2 separate regions of the Rattus norvegicus genome follow, and region 1 is linked to region 2. A link is a contact called in public Hi-C data. All regions are on one chromosome and are shown on one strand. Each heading gives the region's core, a stretch centred on a gene start, on an enhancer-like site or on the middle of the called end of the contact. The rest is flanking DNA. Distances are from core to core; before and after follow the strand shown.

Region 1 (4,017 bases), core at 1,138-3,637, 140 kb before region 2:
GTCTCATATTGTCTATCCCAAACGCAACCTCGGTGTTCGAAATACTACTATGACAAAGCTGAGATGGTGGCACAAGCTTGTCTTCTCAGCCCTTGGGAGGCAGAGGCAGAAGGATCAGTTCATGGCCATCCTTGGCTACATAGTGAGTTTGAGGCCAGCCTGGGATACAGGAGACCTTGTCTCAAAATCAAGCAGGGGAAGGAAAAGAGAAAATCAGTAGAGCCTATGACAAGGTCCCGGCTGCTGCGTCGTATGTTCTAATTTTTATTCAAGGTTCCCTGCTTTGTTCTCTGTTCCTTTCTCACAAAACTGTCTTTGCTACTCATAACATTTACTTCCATGAAAATTTAAAAGTCAACTTGTCAAGCAGCATTAATAAAAATCCCACTGGGTTTTATTATTTGAGATTGCATTAAGCGCCTGAGTTAATTGAGAGACGCTAACTACGGCATTTCAACCTTGAGTGCTCCTACTCACGAAGGGCAGCATTCACGAGTGTCAATAAGGGCGCAGGTCTGAATGGACCCTGCACTCTGCTTGTTGCTAAACACTGTCCATGTTTCTTACTTTAGCCTTTCTTGCTGATAGTTATTTTTTATGAGCAATTGGTATCTTATTTATTACTTTTGAGACAGGGTCTCATTTGCAGCTCTGGCTGACCTGAAACTTGCTATGTAAACCAGGCTGGCCTTGAACTCACAGAGATCTCCTGCCTCTGCCTCCGAGTAGTGTTTATTTAATTTTAGGAGGTGCGTGCTCGTATGTTCAAATGGAGTCCAGATGGCACCACCCACTTGTGTGTGTCAGCTTCCTCCCCTGCCCCCACTTTTTTTTTTTTTTTAATTTTCAAGATGGGGTTTCTCTGTGTAGCCCTGGCTGTCCTGGGACTTGCTGTGTAGACCAGGTTGGCTCCAACTCAAGAGATCCACCTGCCTCTGCCTTTCTGGTACTGGGATTAAAGAAGTGTACTACCACCACCTGACTATTTTTAATAAATTAGGATATATTTACTCAGATATAGTAGCCTAAGTCTTTAACCCCAGCATTCAGGAGGCAGTTGGATAGACCCTGTCTCCTGTGACCTGTGACCTTGACATAGGGAGGACAGGAGGAAATGGGGATCAGTTGGGCCATGTTGTCCTCCTGAGGTTCTTCATCTCCCAAGTGGAGATGTCAAGAGCAACGCAGATCTCACGTTCAGAGGAATGGTCTAGACCAAACACGAGTACATCGCCAGTTTGGGTGCTTCGTTTGGTTTGTTATTGGTTTTTGGTTTGTTTTTTTTTTTCCGGGGCTGGGGATTGAACCCAGGACCTTGCGCTTCCTAGGCAAGCGCTCTACCACTAAGCCAAATCCCCAACCCCGTTATTGTTTTTTTGAGACAGGGTTTCTGTGTAGCCCTGGCTGTCACAGAACTTGCTCTGTAGATCATGCTGGCCTTGAACTCAGAGATCCGCCTGCCTTTGCCTCCAGAGTGCTGGGATTAAAGGCCTATACCACCACCCAACACAGAAATGATATTTAATAACCCTGAGACTAGGTAAGATAAGTGAAGGACTGAGGGCAGGCAGCAAAGAGATTCGAGGCAGAAAGTAGGAAACGTTGCAGCAATCTAGCCACCAAGCACGGTGCCATGCTTGACACAGACGCTGGGAATCCAACTTTGGTCTTCTGAAAGCACACGACCAGCTGAGGCCACTTCTCCAACCCCCTTTCAAGTAAATTTTAAAGCAAGAAACTGAAACTCTTATAAAGTGGGACTGGAGAGATGGCTCAGCGGTTAAGAACACTTTCTGCTTTTGCAAGGGACACAAGATCAGTTTCTGGCATCCATACCATTTATAACTCCGGGTTCAGAAGATATCATGACCTCTTCTGGCCTTTCTGCGCTGCATGTGCACTGGCTGACAAAATACTTAAAGCAGACGGTGCCTTGGGAATAGCTCCTGAGATACGCATCCACACAAACACATGAACATATAACTGACACAGGCCTAAGAAAATTTTAAAGGAAACGCAACGCCCAGATTCCAAAGGGGGTATGGTGGCACAGGCCTTTAATCCCAACACTCGGGAGGCAGAGCCAAGTGGATCTGAGTTCGAAGCCAGCCTGGTCTACAGTGCGAGTCCCAGGGTAGCCAAGGCTACAAAACAAACTGTCTCGAAAACAAAAAATGGATACTGACTGCCTGCGTACGTAACACTTGAGGTGTCCTCTTGCCACCACATGCACACACCCACGCACAACCAAGTTTTTAAAAGCTATGTCTACCAAGAAAGGCCATGCACATTCAGGGGAGGCGTGAAGACACGTGCAAGCCACGCACCCCAGCTGGCAGCCTCGCGGAAGCCGTGCTGAAGCGCACCGGAAGTGGCCGTCCCCATTGGGGGTGCTTCGGACAGGCGCGGGAAGCCGACCTTCCAGGAAGCAAACAAAGACAAAAAAAAAAAAATTAAAAGAGAAAAAAACTAATAAAGACGAAAAAAGGAAAGGGAGCGTAAAGAGTCCGGTGGAGAGGAGGCGCCTCTGCCCACGCTCCCTCGACCCCCGTGCTCCGGTCGCCTGCCAAGGGCCGCTGCGCACGCGCAACCCAGGCTTCAGACCCCCGGTGCGGCCCGCACGGCAGGGCCTTCAGGTGCGTATTCCGCCGCCGCTTCCCTCACAACTTCCGCTTCCGGAAGTCCCCCGGGGCAGAGACAACTCTCGGGGCGCGTGGCGGAACCTTCAGGCGCCCGATGGCCAGCTCCGAACCCCATTTTGCGCACCGAAAGCAGGCCCTGAAGAGTGGGGGTGGGGTGGGGAAGACGCGCCGTTAGGCGACCTTTGCACGCAAGGCGCGCACTAAAAGCTCTCTTTTGATTGGTTGTGACGGGAGTGAGGAGGCGGGAAGAACTATTCCCCCTGCGTGCTGAGGTCACACGCCACCTGACGTACCTGCGCTGTGTATAGAAATACTTGATTGGCTAGGGGAAGAGGCGGGGCCATCGCGGTTGCCTAGTAACGGTGCTCTGGCTCCATCTTCGCTGTCTTTCCTTGTTTGTTGGCTTCAGGATTATGGGGAACATCTGGTTTTCGTGGCGGCCAGGGGCTTAGGTCTATAAGGAAAGTGGAGGCTTGTGTATGGTCTGTTTGAGAATACAAAGTGGCCTAAGGCCGTAACACATAGTACAACAATCAAAATAATTTTTTTTTCAAAATAATTTTTTTAAAATTTACTTTAAAACGTTTAAAATTCCTGAAAAAAGAAGAAAAAAAAAACCCAATGGTCATTAAACCTGAAAAAAAAGTTTAAAATTTTTAGTAATTTTAAAATTTAAAGTAACATTTTAAAAATTAAAATTTACTTCAATAATGCATTTAACCCATTACACCCAAGACATTCTAGCATGTTCACTCAGCATAAAGAAACAGAAATGAGCCAGCAGCAGTGGCACATGCCTTTAGATGGATCCCTCTGAGTTCAAGGACAGCCAGTATATAGCAAGTTCCAGGCCCGCTGGGGCTACACAGTGAGACTAAACAGATTATAGCAGCTTTATTGAGATACAGGAAAACTCACCCTTTAAAATATAATGCAAATCAGAAAAAGGATTCCATCCAAAGTAAAGTAAAAACAAAATAAAGGGGCTGGGGATTTAGCTCAGTGGTAGAGCGCTTACCTTGGAAGCGCAAGGCCCTGGGTTCGGTCCCCAGCTCCGAAAAAAAGAACCAAAAAAACAAAACAAAACAAAACAAAACAAAAACAAACAAAAACAAAATAAAATAACAAAACATAACTCAAGCTTAGAGCAGTAACTCAAACGTGTCAGTCAGCCCAGCATTGGGGGTACTAGGGCTGGAAGATTTCAGAAGGTTATGAAAGAGCGAACCCCTAAACGGGGAACGTGTCTCTCGCTCCAATTGTGGGATGGGGTGCCCCCAGGAACCACGAGTAGCCATTCTTGATGTAAAAGCACGAGGTAGCTTTATTAACGAGATCCCGGGTCTTAGCGGGATCCCGGGTTGACACATATCTC
Region 2 (3,662 bases), core at 449-2,948:
GCACTTAGAAGGATGCAGACCGGGAGGATCAGAAGCCCAAGGCAAGCCTCGACTACAAAGCGAGTTCCATGCCAACCTGAAGTACAAAGTATCCTACTTAAATGTTTTATTTTTTTTCAATTAAGCAAAACTTGGGCCAGACTTTGTTGCACTGACCTTTAATCCCAGCACCTGCGAGGCAGAAGCAGGGAGAGCTCTGTGCATTCCAGATCAGCCTGCTCTACCTAATGAATTCCAGCGCGCCAGGGGAGACATACTGAGAATTCCCGCACCCCCAAAAAAGGCAAAACTTGACAAAAGAAAGTGGAGGTGCAGGAGCAAACTTTTTTCTTCCCATTCCTTCTCTTAACCCCGACGTCCGGGTGCTTGCCCGAGCCAGACTGATTATTTTCATAGCCTCAAGGCTAAAGTCTTCCTTCCGGTCATTGTGTTTATTTCCATCTCCTCCTCCTCCCCCCCCCACCTACCCCCAAAAAAGTCCTGTCCCCACCGGACCTGCAAGCCAACAGCTCCGGACAAAGCCCACGGCTGGGCTCCACCTGGGAGCAGGGCGGAGCGCCTGACCGCCAGGGCGGGCACAGGCTTCGGAGCCTGGTAGCTCCCGCCCCCCTGCCAGGGCCCCCGCCGCAGTTACCAGGCACCGATGCCCCGCCCCCATTGTGCCCGCCGGCCAATCGCGTGCGGCCTGCTGCCCTAAGCTCCGCAAGCCCCAGACACACACATAACACACAAACGCACACACACCGAACCCGAGCGCGACCCCACGGGGCTCAGGAGGGGCCGTGGCACCGCGCGCGCGCGCCCCCGGCCAGCCGACTCAGCCAATCAGGAGCGAGGGAGAAGGGCTGCGCGGCCCCGCCGGGGTACGCTCACTCGTCCGCTCGTTCACGCGCGGGGGCTGCTCGCGCGAGACCATCCCTCTCAAACACCCCCCGAACCCGGTCCCCCGGACCACCGTACACGCTTCTGTATACAATGTACGCACGCGCAAAACGCCACGAGCCCTCCCCCACGCACCACGGGTGTGCGCGTGCAACTGTCGTCTCCCCCCACCACCAGCCGCCCCATCCCCCAAAGCCGCGTCGCGTCCGCTGCCAAGGCCCCCAAGTGGAGTGGACTTTGGGGGTCACAGCGCGTCCGCTTCCTCACCCCGAAGTTGTCCCCTTGCCACTCGCAGCGCGCCGAGACCCCAACTCTCACACCCGAGTCTGTGCACACGGTCCCGACCGGGGCAGAGTGTCGAATAAAGACGCCCCTGTTCGCCATGGCACCCCGAGGCTGAGGGGACGACGGAGGGGACACTCCAGGGGAGGGGACAATCTAAGGCTACGGGAACTCACCCGAAGTGCAGCCGGGGAGGGTCGGGGAGGGGGAGATACGGACAGCAAGCGGATATAGGCCGGAGGGGCCTCGGCGAGCTGGTGAACGGGGTGGAGGTGAGAGGGCGAGGGGGGCTCGTGCGTCTCGGCCGTGCTCCTGTCACCGCCGCATGGCCGCCCCCGGCGGGGCCTCGCTCCTCGCTGGGTCGCCAGACGCGGGGGGAAACAGAGGGACGAAGCCCAGGGGTAACCGCGGCAGGCGGGCGGCGAGCGCGTGCAGGGAAGCGGGGGGGGGCCGCCGGTGCCCCCTTTTCTCTGCTCTCCCAGCTTCTCTCTCACCCTCCTCCTCCTCCTCCTTTTTCCCCCTTTTTTTTTTTTTGCTTTTTTTTTTTTTTTTGTTCCTCAAAGGTGCCGCTGCGCGTGCGCACAGGCAGCACCGCCCACCGGGAGTTGTAGTTCTAAACCCGCGCTCACCTACGCAATGAGTGGGTACCCCGAACTATAACTCCCAGATAGCCTTGCGGGATGAACCCAGATTCTCTCCCCACCGCCCCCCTCTAGGCCGAGCTGAAGCGCCGCGGCGCCCGGCCCTCTCCGGCTTGGACTGTCAATGGAGGCGCGCGGGTGGTGGGAGCGAGAACATGGCTGCACCTGGGGCCTGCACGGCCGCCCGGATGGGGGAGGGGAGTGGGGTGAGACTTAAAACTTAGTGCCCTCTCCACCTTCCTTCTCCAGCAGGCCACAGCCTCCACTTAAATAACTCTTTGCTAACCATCATCCCTTGCAAATTGCAAAGTTGGGAACATTGCAAAGGCCAGGGGAGCCCAGGGGATGGCCCTTACCCTGTTTTGCCGAGGGAAGTCCCCCAGCTCCGGGACACAAAGAACTCAATGTTTTCAAAGCTGGCTATAGAAGCAACCAGAGTGGACTTGCCCAAACTTGGGACAGGCAACGGATGGGAGGGGGCGGGGAACTCGTGATTTCCATTTCTTCTCTCTCGAGTCTTTACACACCTCCACATTTAGAAGGAAAATTGGGGAAATCCTGATTGTTACCACAACTACAAAGAAAGTTAATTTAAAGCCCCTCCGTCCATTGTATTTATTTTTCTCAACTAATAAGATCCACGACTTTCGAGAGAATCGACTAACTGTTCATCTAAGCTAATGCAAAAGCTAAAAAAGCCCGTGTCTGAAGAACTTAGATGTTAATGCAAAGCACTAAATTGAGTGAGTTTGTGGTGTTTGTTTGTTTTTTCCCTTTTTTTTCCTGCCCACCCCCTCTGTCGGCCGAATATTCGGGCGCCCTCCCCCCCCTCCCCCGACACACGTTGCTTCTCGGTAGGTGGCGGACACAAGGCTTTTTCCAGCCTCCCAGCCTCTTTGTCGCTTGCTGGAAAACTTTCCGTGCAAGCCACTCTTTTGATGTAGTTCCAAAACCCTGCCTTTGAATTCGGGTTCAAGGATTGGCGTTCCCTGGTCGACTTTCTTGTATGAAACCGCACCCACAAAGCCTCATCTAGAATCTCCATGTTGGATTTCTTTGCACTCCACGGAGTTTTTAAGGATCCCTGGGAAGCAATCTGATTACAGATGCCGCCTACTTTTTTTTTTTTTTTACGATTTTTCCCCTAACAATATTTACACCCTTCGTTTCCTTGCCTAATCCGATTGTGACCCAACTTTGTCGACTCTGTCCAGAGCTATTCATTAAGTTGTCAAAAGAACAACTTTCTCTTTGCACTCGGATTTCACTGATCTTTGGAATATTTCACCAATTTCCATAAACCCAAAACAGGAGTCCCCATCCTTTGCATCAGGGGCTATGTTCTAAGATGCGTGCCTGAAATTAAATCAGTCCGTACTATTTTTCCTATATATGCTTAGGACAAAAGTTCTGGAGGGTCTTCCGGATGCACACCTGATATGTCCTGCATACCTGCTTAAGATACAAGCTGGAAAACAAACTGTCTGAGTAGGGAATTCATGTCAGTCGGATGATAAGACTGTGTGTCTCAAAACAACAAATAAAGAAAACATTACAAAGGGTTTTTTAAATAGATACAGAAGATTAAAAATAAGTAATACAGTGATACTAAAATAATATTCAAGGCCAGGATGTAGCTTAGCTGGTAGAGTGTTTGCCAACATGCACAGACCCCTACCTTCAGCACTACATACATACATACATACATACATACTTACATACATGCATGCATACATGCATACATGGTTCATGTACTACATAAAACATAAAGGGTACCATATATCTGTAATCCCAGCACGTGGGAACTTGCAAGAAGTCAAGTTCATCATTGTCCCCTGCTAGACAGAGAATCTGAAG

Evidence for each region. Hi-C and Micro-C count contacts between places; a contact is called where the count stands out from the background.
Region 1: a contact with region 2 is called in a Hi-C map of liver, with 3 times the contacts expected there. The contact joins the promoter of Gtf2ird2 here to the promoter of Gtf2i in region 2. A contact is called at or near these places in 1 of 12 Hi-C or Micro-C datasets (liver) and 1 of 1 datasets of contacts at active chromatin or transcription factors (oligodendrocytes).

The regions. Positions count from the first base shown.
Region 1 is chr12:28,171,246-28,175,262 of GRCr8, reverse strand. It overlaps Gtf2ird2 (GTF2I repeat domain containing 2), which reads left to right and starts at 2,387. Exons shown (of 16, transcript NM_001393697.1): 1 at 2,387-2,636.
Region 2 is chr12:28,035,889-28,039,550 of GRCr8, reverse strand. It overlaps Gtf2i (general transcription factor II I), which reads right to left and starts at 1,698. Exons shown (of 34, transcript NM_001401209.1): 1 at 1,341-1,698.